Regions from separate parts of the Mus musculus genome. Here region 1 is linked to region 2. A link is a contact called in public Hi-C data. All regions are on one chromosome and are shown on one strand. The core of a region is the stretch at or near the end of the contact, and the rest is flanking DNA. Distances in the headings are between cores, read along the strand shown. Region 1 overlaps Fhad1 (forkhead-associated (FHA) phosphopeptide binding domain 1). Region 2 holds the start of Tmem82 (transmembrane protein 82).

Region 1 (5,802 bases), core at 3,055-5,554, 360 kb before region 2:
GCTTCTATTCTCTGGAAACTAGATCCAAATTCCTGTTTTATAAAGATAGCAATTGGGCCGAGGAGATGGCTCAGCTCCTAAAGTACTTGCTCTGCAAGTGCAGGAACCTGAGTTCCATCCCTCCCTATGAAAACACAAGGCATGCAAAGTGGGTGGGGACTCACAAGGCCCCACCCCTGGATGAAGAGCCACAGGCAATCAGTGGCTGCTGTGGGCGGGACAATCAGTCTTTTCCAGGGGTGAACTCCTCCAGATATCTAATCCCAAGTCAGCCCTGAACATTCGTACCTGCCCTGCTGTGAGCAACTCTTAGTGTCAGCAGGGTGTGTTGTGTGTGTGTGTGTGTATGAGTGTGTGTGTATGGGTGTATGGGTGTATGTTTGTATGTGTGTGTATGTGTATGAGTGTGAATGTATTTGTGTATATGTGTATGAGTGTGTGAGTATATGTGTATGCGTGTATGTTTGTATGTGTGTATATGTTTATGTGTGTATGTTTGTATGTGTGTGTGTATGAGTGTGTGTATGTGTGTGTGTTTGTATGTGTGTGTATATGTATATGTGTGTATGTTTGTATGTGTGTGTGTGTGTTTGTATGTGTATATGTGTATGTGTGTATGTTTGTATGCGTATGAGTGTGTTTGTATGTGTGTGTGTATGTGTATGTGTGTATGTTTGTATGTGTGTGTATGTGTATGAGTGTGTGTATGTGTGTGTATATGTGTATGTGAGTGTGTTTGTATGTGTGTATATGTGTGTATGTGTATGAGTGTGTGTGTATGTGTGTGTGTGTTTGTATGTGTGTATATGTGTATGAGTGTGTGTGTGTGTGTTTGTATGTGTGTATATGTGTATGAGCGTGTGTATGTGTGTGTGTTTGTATGTGTGTGTATGCTTGTATGTGTGTGTATGCTTGTATGTGTGTATGTTTGTATGTGTGTGTATGTGTGTATATTTGTGTGTGTTTGAATGTATGTGTATATGTGTGTGTGTCTATGTGTGTCTGTGTGTGTGTATCTGTATATGTGTGTATGTATATTTGTATGTATGTGTATGAGTGTATATGTGTGTCTGTGTGTATATATATATGTGTGTATGTGTGTCTGTATATCTGTATATGTGTGTATGTTTGTGTGTATGTATGTGTATGTGTATGCGGGTGTATATCTATATGACAATAATTCATAGTATATATAACATATATGTGTATGTGGCAATAGTTAATCATATGTATGATATATATGTGTATGTATGTAAAATAAAGAAGTCATAAATTTGAGAGGGATGGGACATAGGAAGAGTCAAAGGGGAAGGAGGAGGTAGAAATGATATGGATACAGTACTCATGTATGAAATATTCAAAAAAATTTTAATGAAAAATATTTAAAATAGGCAAAGCATGGTGGTGCATACTTATAATGCCAGCACTGGTTGGGTAGAGGCCATCGGGCTCCTCAGTCAGCCAGTCTGTCCTCTATCCAAAGAGACAAGCCAGGTCCCAGGAAGAAACCCTGTCTCAAAAAATATGGTTGATGCCTCCCTAAAAATAACCCCCACACAAAACATGACACCTGTGCATGTATACCTGCATACACACCTGCACACATATAATTTCAAAGTAATAATGAGTGGCCATGTTGGTCTTGTACATAAACTATTAATGGTTGATGTGAGAGGTCCCCGTTCACTGTGGTGGGGCCATCCCTGGGCTGGGTGGTCCTGGGTTCTATTAGAAAGCAGGTTGAGCAAGCCGTGAAGAGCAAGCCAGGAAGCAGCACTCCTCCATGGCCTCTGCATCAGCTCCTATCTCCAGCTTCCGGCCTGGAGTTCCCGCCCTAAATTCATGATGGACTATAAATTATAAAATGAAATAAACCCTTTCCTCTCCTAGTTGCTTTAGGTCACGGTGTTTATAACATCAAAAGAAATCAAACTGGGCCTGGGTGGTGATGGCGCATACCTTTAATCCTAGCACTCGGGAGGCAGAGGCGGGCAGATCTCTGAGTTCAAAGCCAGCCTGGTCTACAGAGTGAGTTCCAGGACTACACAGAAAATCCCTGTCCCAGAGAGAGAGAGAGGAAGGAAGGGAGAGGGAGGGAGAGAGGAGGAGGAGGAAGAGGAGAAGGAGGAGGAGGAAGAGGAGAGAGAGAGAGAGAGAGAGAGAGAGAGAGAGAGAGAGAGAGAGAGAGAGAGAGGAGAGAACCAAATTAGGATAGATGTTCACCTATCTGACTCCATGAAAGCGGGTCATAATTTGAGTATTGGATCAAGTATCTAGTAACACCTGGGCGTGACTTCTTCACTCAGGAACAATTTAGGAACAACCACACTTAATTATTATACATTCAGTTATAATTGAAAGGGGTGTTTTGTTTTAGTTTTTATTTGTGTGTACATGTGACTCTGTGTGTGTTTGTGTGTGTGCGTGTGCATGTGCTCACACTATAGCACATAGGTGGAGGTCAAGGGACAACAGGCATGCCTGTGAGGTTCTATCTAGATAGGAAGACCCGCCCTCACTGTGGGCAGCACCATCCCCTATGCTGGCCTCCTGGACTCACTGTGAGTAGCACCATCCCCTATGCTGGCCTCTTGGTCTCACTGTGGGCAGCACCATCCCCTATGCTGGCCTCCTAGACTGAATGAAAAGGGCTAAGCGAGCCAAGCACGAGCCGGCATTCTTCACCCTCTGCTTCCTAATGGCAGATGTGACATCACCAGCTGCTCACTGAAGCTCCTGCTTCCAGGATGCACTGTACCCTCAAAGTGTGAGATAAAAAAAAAAGCCAGAAAAAAACAGCCCTCTCTTCCTGAAGCCGTCATTGTCTAGGATTTTGTCAGAGCATGTCTGAACTCAAAGATGTGGCAGGTTTAAATCCAAGCAGCTCTTGTTTTAGTCTCTAAGCCATTTTATCGCCAGCAGAACCCTCAGGCAGAAGTATAATTTGTACAGCAGGTTGATTAATGGCTCTGGTTACTTTATGTGTCGTCGAGGGTCCCCTGAAAGCAGGGACCTAACGATCTGCTCTCAAGGCTCTTCCATCTGCCACCATGCCACCAAAGCACGCTTACCTCCGTGCCCGAGCTAGTTAGTAGGGTGGTGATTACCCTAGGCGATCCTTCTTCCCAGCACTGCTGACTTCCTTATGACCCAATACCCGTTTTATTACACAACCAAACCAGGCAATAAACATCCCGGGGTTTTCACCAATGACAGACAATCTGGATATTTATTTAGGTAATGAAGGCTGTGAAGAAGGCTGAAAACTGCGATTTGAGACCTTAGGGCAGGGTGCTTGATTGAAATATTTCCTGTCTGATGGCCCTGAACTCTTAGTGGCATCCCTTCCCATGCCTGGCCCCCAAGCTCATCCTTAGAGAATGCCTTTGGTGTCCTGCGCCAGAAAGATTTAGGCTAGAAATTAGAAATGTTTATTTGTTTTTATGTTTTATTTTTGAATGTGTGTAGTGTATGCCTGCACATATGAGTGGGCATACACACCTGTCCGTGTCTGTCCTGTTCCTGAGACAGGGTCTCTCACTGAGCCTGAAGCTAGGCTGGCAGCCAGCAAGCCCTGGAGACCACGCTGTCTCTGACCCCCATGGGGCTGGGCTTACAGGCTTGTGTGCTGACACGTTTGTTTGTTATGCGGGTGCTGGGATCCGAGCTCAGATTCTCATGCTTGAGCAGCAAGCACTCTTACCCACTGAGCAATCTCTGCAGCCCCTAGAAACATCTATCTTAGTTACAGTAAGCAGGAAGAGAGGAGCTTTCTCCACCCACACATTCAGGTGTGTGGCTCCAAGGAAGGTGAGGGGACACATCCATACACACACACACACAGACACACAGACACACACACTCACACACATATGTTCACACATACATATACACACACAAACACACACACAGAGACACACTCACACACATATGTTCACACATACATACATACACTCACACACATATGTACACACATACACTCACACAGACACACACACTCACACACACAGAGACACAAACACCACAAACACACAATCACACACACAGACACACAGGCTTTTTTTTTCATTATTTAAAAATTTTATTAGAAGATTTCAATTTACATAATAGAAACTGGCGAAAGGTAAAGGAATTTAACTGTACATAATAAGGATTAACGACAGGTGAAAGGCATCAAGACCCTAATAAAACCCAAACTCACTGGAAATCTTTAAAAGTATAAAAGCCGTGAAGAAACAATCCTAGACACTGCCCGTGTTCACTCGGGGGAAGTGAGTTTGAACAGCCTAATGAGGAAGGCAGGGCTTCCCGTGATTGGTCTGATCTAACCAGTCAGGGCTTGCGGTTTGAATGAAGTTAACATTCACTGAGCTCTAATTCATTTCCCCCTAGAAGTAAGCTTTCCTCTCCCGTGGCCCCTCCCTAGTTTCCTGGCATTTTCCCTCCCCAGACCCTCACAAAAATAGAGTGTGTCTATATGTGCGTGTGTGTCTGTGTGTCTGTGTCTGTGTGTGTGTTGGAATAAGGGTGGCTTCAAATAAAATATAAAATATAATTCATTTGGTTGCAGAAAATGATAAGCAAAATTTGGAGGCTAACTAATAGAGAAATATAGAGTTTTGATATATAATTATTTTCCTTTATGTGATTTTTGACTGGCTAATAATATTAGGAGTAAAAGTCAAGTTGTAAGAATGATTAGTGGGAGGCTGGGCATTGGTGGTGCACGCCTTTAATCCCAGCACTTGGGAGGCAGAGGCAGGCAGATTTCTGAGTTCGGGGCCAGCCTGGTCTACAAAGTGAGTTCCAGGACAGCCAGGGCAACACAGAGAAACCCTGTCTCGAAAAAACAAAATAAAACAAATAAACAAACAAAAGAGAATGATTAGTGGGGTGGATAAGGGGTCTGAGGAGAATATAATTGAAAAGTTTAAGTTATGTTTATCTTTTTGTCATAATAATGATAGGCTAATAAGGCTTACCAGAATGCTATATGAGGTTATATTAGCTCAGATTTTTACATTTTTTGATAGCCAAGTTAGTGGAAGGAGTATTAGTGATGGGAAGATAATTTTTAGCATTGTAGGAGATAAAGATGTTGTACACAGTCAGTCCGTCCCGTCTGTGTGAGAAAGTTTGCCTGGCAGCTGCTTCTCACGCTGCAAACACTAGGATAGTAACAGGGATTGGTAGTGAAGTTACCTAGTTAGAGTTTAAAGTAGATATGGAGGTTAATAATAAATAAGGAAGGTATTATACCTTCTAAACAAAGGAGGGAGAGAAATATGAAAGTCCCCAGTAGGGATAAAAAAAAAAGCTAGAGTTAGGTTAAAGAAAGAAGGTGTCATTATTGGTAATTATGAATAATATATGTTAGAAGCTACAATCCACACATGAGCCATCGCAAATGCTGTTTGTCTTTCTGGGATCAGGCTAGGCTCTCTGACTTAATATAAGATTTTCCAGGCCCATCCATTTCCCTGCAATTTCATTTTTCAGAGTCAGCAGGAAGCCCAACACAGGGCTGTGGGCGCCATCTAGTGGTGTGGTTGTGTGCACACATGTGTGCCTGCAAGTGTACGTGCATGCATGCAAGCGTGTGTGTGTGTGTGTGTGTGTGTGTGTGTGTGTGTATGTCTGTGTGTCTGTGTGTCTGTGTCTGAATTATCTGGGTGGGGCAGGGACTAACCTTTGTCTTTTTAATGCCAGGCCTGTGACAGAGTGTGACAGTCAGCAGTCACCCAGCAGCTAAGTCCAGTCAAGATTCACAGGCACACACAAAAGTATTATAGTCTGTCTTCC
Region 2 (6,170 bases), core at 165-2,664:
TCTGGCTGGAGCCACATATGTTTGCCATGACAGAGCCAGGACTGGAGTTCAACTCTGCCTACCCCCATACCATGCTCTCAACGAAGACAAGGCTACATCAGGACTACTGGGCTTCGTGTCCCTCAGAGGCCACTGCATGTGAGACCCTTGTGCCACCAGGGAGTCCTTGGTGTCCCCAGAGTCTGGTTGGCCAAAGCTAGTTATCAAACCAAGTTCTGAAGCTGCCTCAATGGCTTAGCAAAACAAACAACCCTGTTTTCCTACCTTCTGAAGCTGGAAGCGCAGGAAGGTATTGGCGGTGTTGGCGTCTCTCTTTTATTTCAGTTATCTGTGGTGCTGTGGTAGAGCCAGGGCCTGGGCATGCTGGTCACGTGATCTGCCCGTGGTCCACACCACAGCCCAAGGCTGACTTCTCCTGAGACCTCTTTCCTTGACTTTAAAATGAGCAGCTTCCTTTGGTCTTCTCTGAATCTGAGTAAAATCAGCTTTCCTCAGGCTGGGGACATAGATCAGTCGGCAGACTGCCCACCTGATGCCCACGAGGCCCCCCAGGATCCAAATGAACTGGGCATGATGGCCCCTGCCTGTATTCTCAGCCCTGGGGAGGCAGAGGCAGGAGGATCTGGAGTTCGGAGTCATCCTCGGCTCCATAGCAAGTCTGAGGTCAGCCTGGATTCCATGAGAGCCAGAGAGGAGAGAGAGGGAGAGGAGGGGAGAAGGGGGTTGGGGAGGGAGGAAAGGGAGGAAGAGGAGGAGGAGGAAGAGGAGGAGGAGGAGGACAGGGAGATGGAGACCCAGTTCTGTTGAATAGGACCCACACAGGGACTGCATATTACCGAGGGAGCTACCACGGCCTCCCTCTACAGTCCCTGAGGGGCTGGATTAGGGCGTCAGCAGCAGTCTTAGAGCGCTTGAGTCCAGGCTTCCTGTTTGTGTACGTCCGGGGGAGCTCAGGCCTAGGAAAGAGGGTGCCTGTCCATGTGGGTCACGGAGCAGAGCCACTGCAGGGCCAACGACACACTCCGAGCCCTCTCTCCAGACTGCAGGCACGCTCCACCACAGGGACAGGTGTGTAAGGCACCCAGTGGCCTTTCTCCTATGAAAGTGGACACTCGCTCTTGGCCAGGTAGCCTCAACCACCTTCCCCAACCACTTCCCAAGTGAGAAAAATTACTCCAGATGAACACTCCTGAACACTCCAATAAAGTTTTATATTTTGTAAACTTTGGCAATTGCCCTCTGCTTCCCTGTCCCTGCCCCGCCCCGCCCCGCCCCAAACCCTCAATCTCAAGCCTTTTATTTCTAGGAAGGACCCAAAAAGCAGTGCCCGCCCGCCCAGGTGAAGCCTGCCACCTAGTGGACGGAAGGAGAACAGTATGACCCCAAGAAAGACTGCGCTCAACCGGAGTCTTTTTTTTTTTTTTTTTTTTTTCGAGACAGGGTTTCTTTGTGTAGCCCTGGCTATCCTGGAACTCACTCTGTAGACCAGGCTGGCCTCGAACTCAGAAATCCGCCTGCCTCTGCCTCCCGAGTGCTGGGATTAAAGGTGTGCGCCACCACGCCCAGCTTCAACCTAAGTCTTAAGGGGATTCCAAACCCTTCTTTCCCTGTGGCTTGTAGAAGCTAAACTACTAATTTTCAGAAGCCCGAAGAGACAGAGCGCTGCGGGGAGCAGCTCTGCTTTGGGAACTTGAGAGGGCCAAGTCACACTTCAGGTTGAGTGCGGGCCACACCTGAGAGGGGGAAGGCCAGGTGAGCTGGCCGAAGAGGGACTTCCGGAAGGCATGGTGGCCTTGAAGTCTAGCGGGGACAGACCAGAACCAGTTAACTGCTTTGCCCTTGAGACCTGAATGGGAAGCCACCAGCAGCTGCGAGCTGACAGTGCCACTGAATCCAGCAACCTGGAAGATCTAAGGCAGCTGTCTCCCCGGCCCCGCCCCCAGGCCTTTGACCCTTTCCTAGTCCCTCCCCTGTCCTCTAGAGACACCTTTGACCAGTGATATCATTGGGTTTGTCCCAGCGCGGACCCGGTCGGAGGCTGAGGGTTCCTGGAGGCTGCCATGTTCTCCCTGCCTTCCCTCTCCTCCTGGCTCCCCAGCCTCCCTTCCTTTGAGTGGGGTTCCAGTCTCTTCGACAGCCTTCTGCAAGGTGAGCGCCTCTGGGATGCACACCTGCCCCTCCCCGCCACGTCCCTCCCGCGGGTGGGCGGAGTGCAAGGTGGGCCCCACATCCACGTGGGGGTCTCGGCTCCTGGCTGCCCCCTGAGCTCACCCTGCCTCCTCCCCGACAACACTAACGCCCCCCCCCCTTCACCCTCTCCTTTGTCTGGCTCAGGCTTGATCGGGGCCCTTGGAGTCTCGGTTCTCAACAGTCTCCTGAAAGTTTATTTCTTCGTGGCCTGTGTCAAGTGAGTGTCCACGTCGGTCCCACCCACCTTGCCCAGGCAGTTGGTCCCTGAGCGGAGTCTGGTCTCTCTTGGAGAGAGCCGAGAGAGTTGAGCTGGAGCCCTGGCAACTCTCCCACGGGACAGGACCCCGTGATCCTGTCTTTCAGCCGGCACCCATTCTGCCCCCACAGTGACCCCCAGCGGCAGCCCCAAAAGCAGCGGCTGAGCGCGCAATGGGCCTCGTTGGAGATGCTGCATCTGGCTGGTCTGACCCTGTTCCTGACCTTGATAGGGTCCCGGGTAGCCGCCCTCGTCGTCTTGGAGTTCTCGCTCCGGGCTGTGTCCACTCTGCTGTCTCTGGGCAAGGTGAGACGACAGCGTGGGGCCACTCTGGGCCACTTTCATCCTCTGGATTGGGAAATAGAGCCTAGTGACCCCACCCCCACTTTCAGATGGAAACCATAGATTTTAGTTTGTTGCCTGGCAGTACGAGACAGACCCAACACACACACACACACACACACACACACACACACACACACACACACACAATCACACCCGTGTAAATGTCGGTTCTGTGAGCTGGGAGTGTGGATCAGTTGGTAGAGTGCTTGCCTGGCATGCTCACACAAAGCCCTGGATTTGATCCCCTGCACCGTGTAAACCCAGGCCTGGTGACAACCTTGCCTGAAGGATGAGAAGTTCAGGGCCATCCTTGACTATTGGGTCTGGGGCTAGCCTGGAACACATGAGATCCAAAAACAAAAGGCTTGTTCTGCTGAGCTTTTTGACCGGCCCTGGCTAAGTTCCTTTGAGGGCTTTGGCCCATTTTGTCCGGACAGCTGTAATAATTAAGGGTCTTCTTGGATCTCCACCAGTGTGGCAACTGACGCTCAAAGGAGCACACGGTTTGCCTGTGAAGTCGGGTCTTCAAGGCCCAGACCCATCACCCTCTAGCCAACCGGATGAACAAGAGAAACCACCCTCCTGATGCCAGCCTCCCGCCATGTGGCCTACGCTGGGCTCTCTTCCCCTGCAGGGTTCCGGGAACAAGGAAAGGCTCCAGCTTTTCCTGGTGTGTCAGTTCTCCCTGGGCTGTGGGCTAAGCTGTGGCCTGAGCTTCCTCCAGGAAGGTGCCCCACACCGCTCCCTGAACCTGCTGCTGAGCCTGGGGCTGGCTGTACTCCTTGCCCTGGGTGCCCGGCGCCTAACCCGCCACATCTGCAGCCTCTATGAACTGCACAGCAGCCAGCGCTACTGTGGGGTCTGCTTGGGCCTGCTGGCCAGCCAGCACGGCATGCCCAGGCTCCTGAGCCGCACTCTGACAGTGGCCTTTGCTGTGAGTGATCTGGCGGCAGTGGCTCTCATCAACAAGGACTTCCTGAGCTCCTCAGAGGCCGTGCGATTCTGGACCCCGCTCACCATCTGTTACACACTGTTGGTCATCTACATGCAGGGTGAGAGCCCCAGAACTGGGGTCCCTTCCATTGCCCACACTCCCCTTGTCATCCCAGCCATCCAGTCCGGGGACAGGACTTAGACTCTACCATGGGCTTCTTAGAGCAGTGATGTCATATAGGAACCCATCACATAGGAACCCTGAAGACCTGGTACCTGGGTTGGTCTTGAGGACTAGGTAAGGTGAAAGGGATTGTGGGTCAAAGCACAGAGTGAAGGTGTGGCCATGCACCACTGCGTGTGGTTTAGGGTTGTCCCCCCAAGGACCATAGGGATTATAGTCAAGGCTGGCTATAAATTCAGAAAGGCCCGTTCCAGAGCCCTGGCCAACCAAGCTGGGCAGGGTCCTATGCAGGAGAGAGTGGCTGGTCAGATCTGGCCACTAGGAAGAGGCACCTGGCTGCAGAATGGGAGTTAGTCGCAAGTGGAGGAGCAGGGAAGGGTGGTCCAAGCGGTAAGAACAGTAGCTGTGAAGACCCTGAGGCAGGGATAGACTTGGCAGTCTCTGTGTACGAAATGAGGAACCAGGACTGCTGTCTTTCTAAGGAAGGGGAACACAGATCGGATGAGGATGGAGAGACGGGACCAAGTCAAGTTTGACTGTGGAAAACAAGACTTCCATTAGAGTTCTCTAAAAGCAGAGGGATGGTGTCATCTTATTGGTGTGTTTAGGTCGCTTTAGATGGTCAGTAGAGCTTGGTCGGGAACAAAACTCAGGCGCCTTGATGAGTGAGCTTCGGCAAGAGGGGAAGGTGGCTGGGACCAGGATGGAACAAGAGAGAGACTGGCAGAAGCCAACTGAGCTGCGGATGATTCAAACTGACAGGCAGAAAGGGGGAGAACCTTAGATTCCTGCCATCGACTGGCAGGGCTCTGTCCTCAACCAGGGGGAAACTTAAGGGTGGGTAAGAAGTCCTGTAGGTGCCCAGAGACAGAAGCAGGGCTGTGGGAAGGCAGTCAGGGAAGCTGACAAGATCCCCGGGGAAGGCAGCTGAGAAGTGAAACAGGCTGGCCCCAGCTGATCTCCAGAAGGTGCCGGCTGAGACAGTGACAACCGCGTCCCACAGAGGAGCAGTGGCAACATCGCTTCAGCCTACAGGGCCAGGTCCAGACGGTGCTGGTGCGCATGGGTGGCCTCTTCCTTCTGTTGATGACCGTGGGCCGCTGGCTGGATCTCCTGAGTATCTTTTTCTCCCTTTTGGGTGAGCTGTGGTGCTTAGCCGGTATTCGCGCCTTAATCGACCTCTGCCAGATACAGGTAGGTACCTTTATGGATCCCCCCCCCCAGCTTCCCACCCTGTTCCCAAGGTTCCCAGCACACACACCCCCAGAGTTGACAAGAGTCGGGAGGGCAGGGGACCCTCAACTCGGAGTGAGGACCTGGGTACCAGGGACCACTCCAGCTGGCAACCCCGGGGGTCCCAGAGGGTCGGAAGATCCTGATGACGGATCTGAGACTAACTGGGGGTATGTGTCCCTTCGGACCCTCCCCCCAGGGCTTTCCACCCCAGAGGCCTACAGTAACAGCAGCAGTAACAGCAGAAGGAGAATCAGGATGGACAGATCCATGTGAGCCCCGGCCTTCCACACCTGCCCCAGCCAGGAGCGCGGTCCCCTCCTGACTCGCCCTGCGGAGGATGTGAAGTCAGTTTCAGGCCTGCGCGGCCTAACCAGCAAGGTCTTGACCACACGATGTGGCCTGAAGACTGAGTGGCTGGTCCTCACCTAGACTTTTGGGCAGGCCATGGGGGGGCTCTGGAGAAAGGAGGTGGCCAGGGCTGGGGACCTAGAGAGGTGGGGACATGAAGGCCTCAGAGTGAATCCCTCTCTCTTGGAGATGGACAGCGTCAGCAGACCCACTTTTCTTGGCTGGGCAAGAGGACAATTGTGACCTCAGAATGGCCCCTGCCCTCTGGCCACCCCTCCCCCACCTTGCTCTCGCCGAAGACAATAAAGGTGACTTTTCTCAACCTGCGTTGAGGATCACAGTGGCACAGGAAGAAAAAGGGGCTTCCTGAATCCAATGTCTTCGGGGGCAGGCTTCTAGGATATGAGCCTCAAACCTGGCCCTGCCCTGAGTTCCCTGGGGGACAAAGGACACAGGCTGAAGTACCAGGTTCTTGTGTCCCAGGACAAAGAACTGCACCAGGAACATGCGGTTATCAAGATGGTTGGGAGCTGGAGAAGTTGCTCAGGGTTACGAGCATGGAATGCTCTGAGTGTCACCCCTACACATGGGTCTCCTCGTCCTCGTAGATTGCTGGCCGATTCGGCCAACGTCGAACAGGGGGTTCAGAAGCCCTGTGAGTACTCACTGTGAAAGACC

What was found. A called contact is a pair of places that touch in the nucleus more often than the background predicts.
Region 1: a contact with region 2 is called in a Hi-C map of bone marrow-derived macrophages, with 2.4 times the contacts expected there. The contact joins the enhancer-like site here to the promoter of Tmem82 in region 2. A contact is called at or near these places in 7 of 484 Hi-C or Micro-C datasets (B cells, the Ba/F3 cell line, bone marrow-derived macrophages and 4 more), 2 of 115 datasets of contacts at active chromatin or transcription factors (fetal liver and pancreatic cancer cells) and 1 of 9 other capture datasets (embryonic stem cells).

Annotation. Positions count from the first base shown.
Region 1 is chr4:141,976,058-141,981,859 of GRCm38.p6, reverse strand. All of the region lies in intron 5 of Fhad1 (forkhead-associated (FHA) phosphopeptide binding domain 1), which reads left to right. Among named protein-coding and RNA genes, the nearest start is that of Fhad1os1, 4.0 kb to the left of the region's middle. Within about 2 kb of position 4,304, at least 22 of the 459 cell types and tissues checked have an H3K27ac peak or open chromatin away from gene starts, as enhancers often do. A contact at or near this core is called in bone marrow-derived macrophages, where this site is marked.
Region 2 is chr4:141,613,877-141,620,046 of GRCm38.p6, reverse strand. Tmem82 (transmembrane protein 82) reads left to right here and starts at 1,414. Exons shown (of 6, transcript NM_145987.2): 1 at 1,414-2,148; 2 at 2,335-2,407; 3 at 2,578-2,752; 4 at 3,426-3,843; 5 at 4,912-5,102; 6 at 5,341-5,814. The coding sequence starts at 2,061. The coding sequence ends at 5,466. Slc25a34 (solute carrier family 25, member 34) reads left to right here. Exons shown (of 5, transcript NM_001013780.1): 5 at 1-1,223. It overlaps AI507597 (expressed sequence AI507597), which reads right to left and starts at 5,677. Exons shown (of 3, transcript NR_033566.1): 1 at 5,570-5,677; 2 at 5,364-5,472; 3 at 4,443-5,089.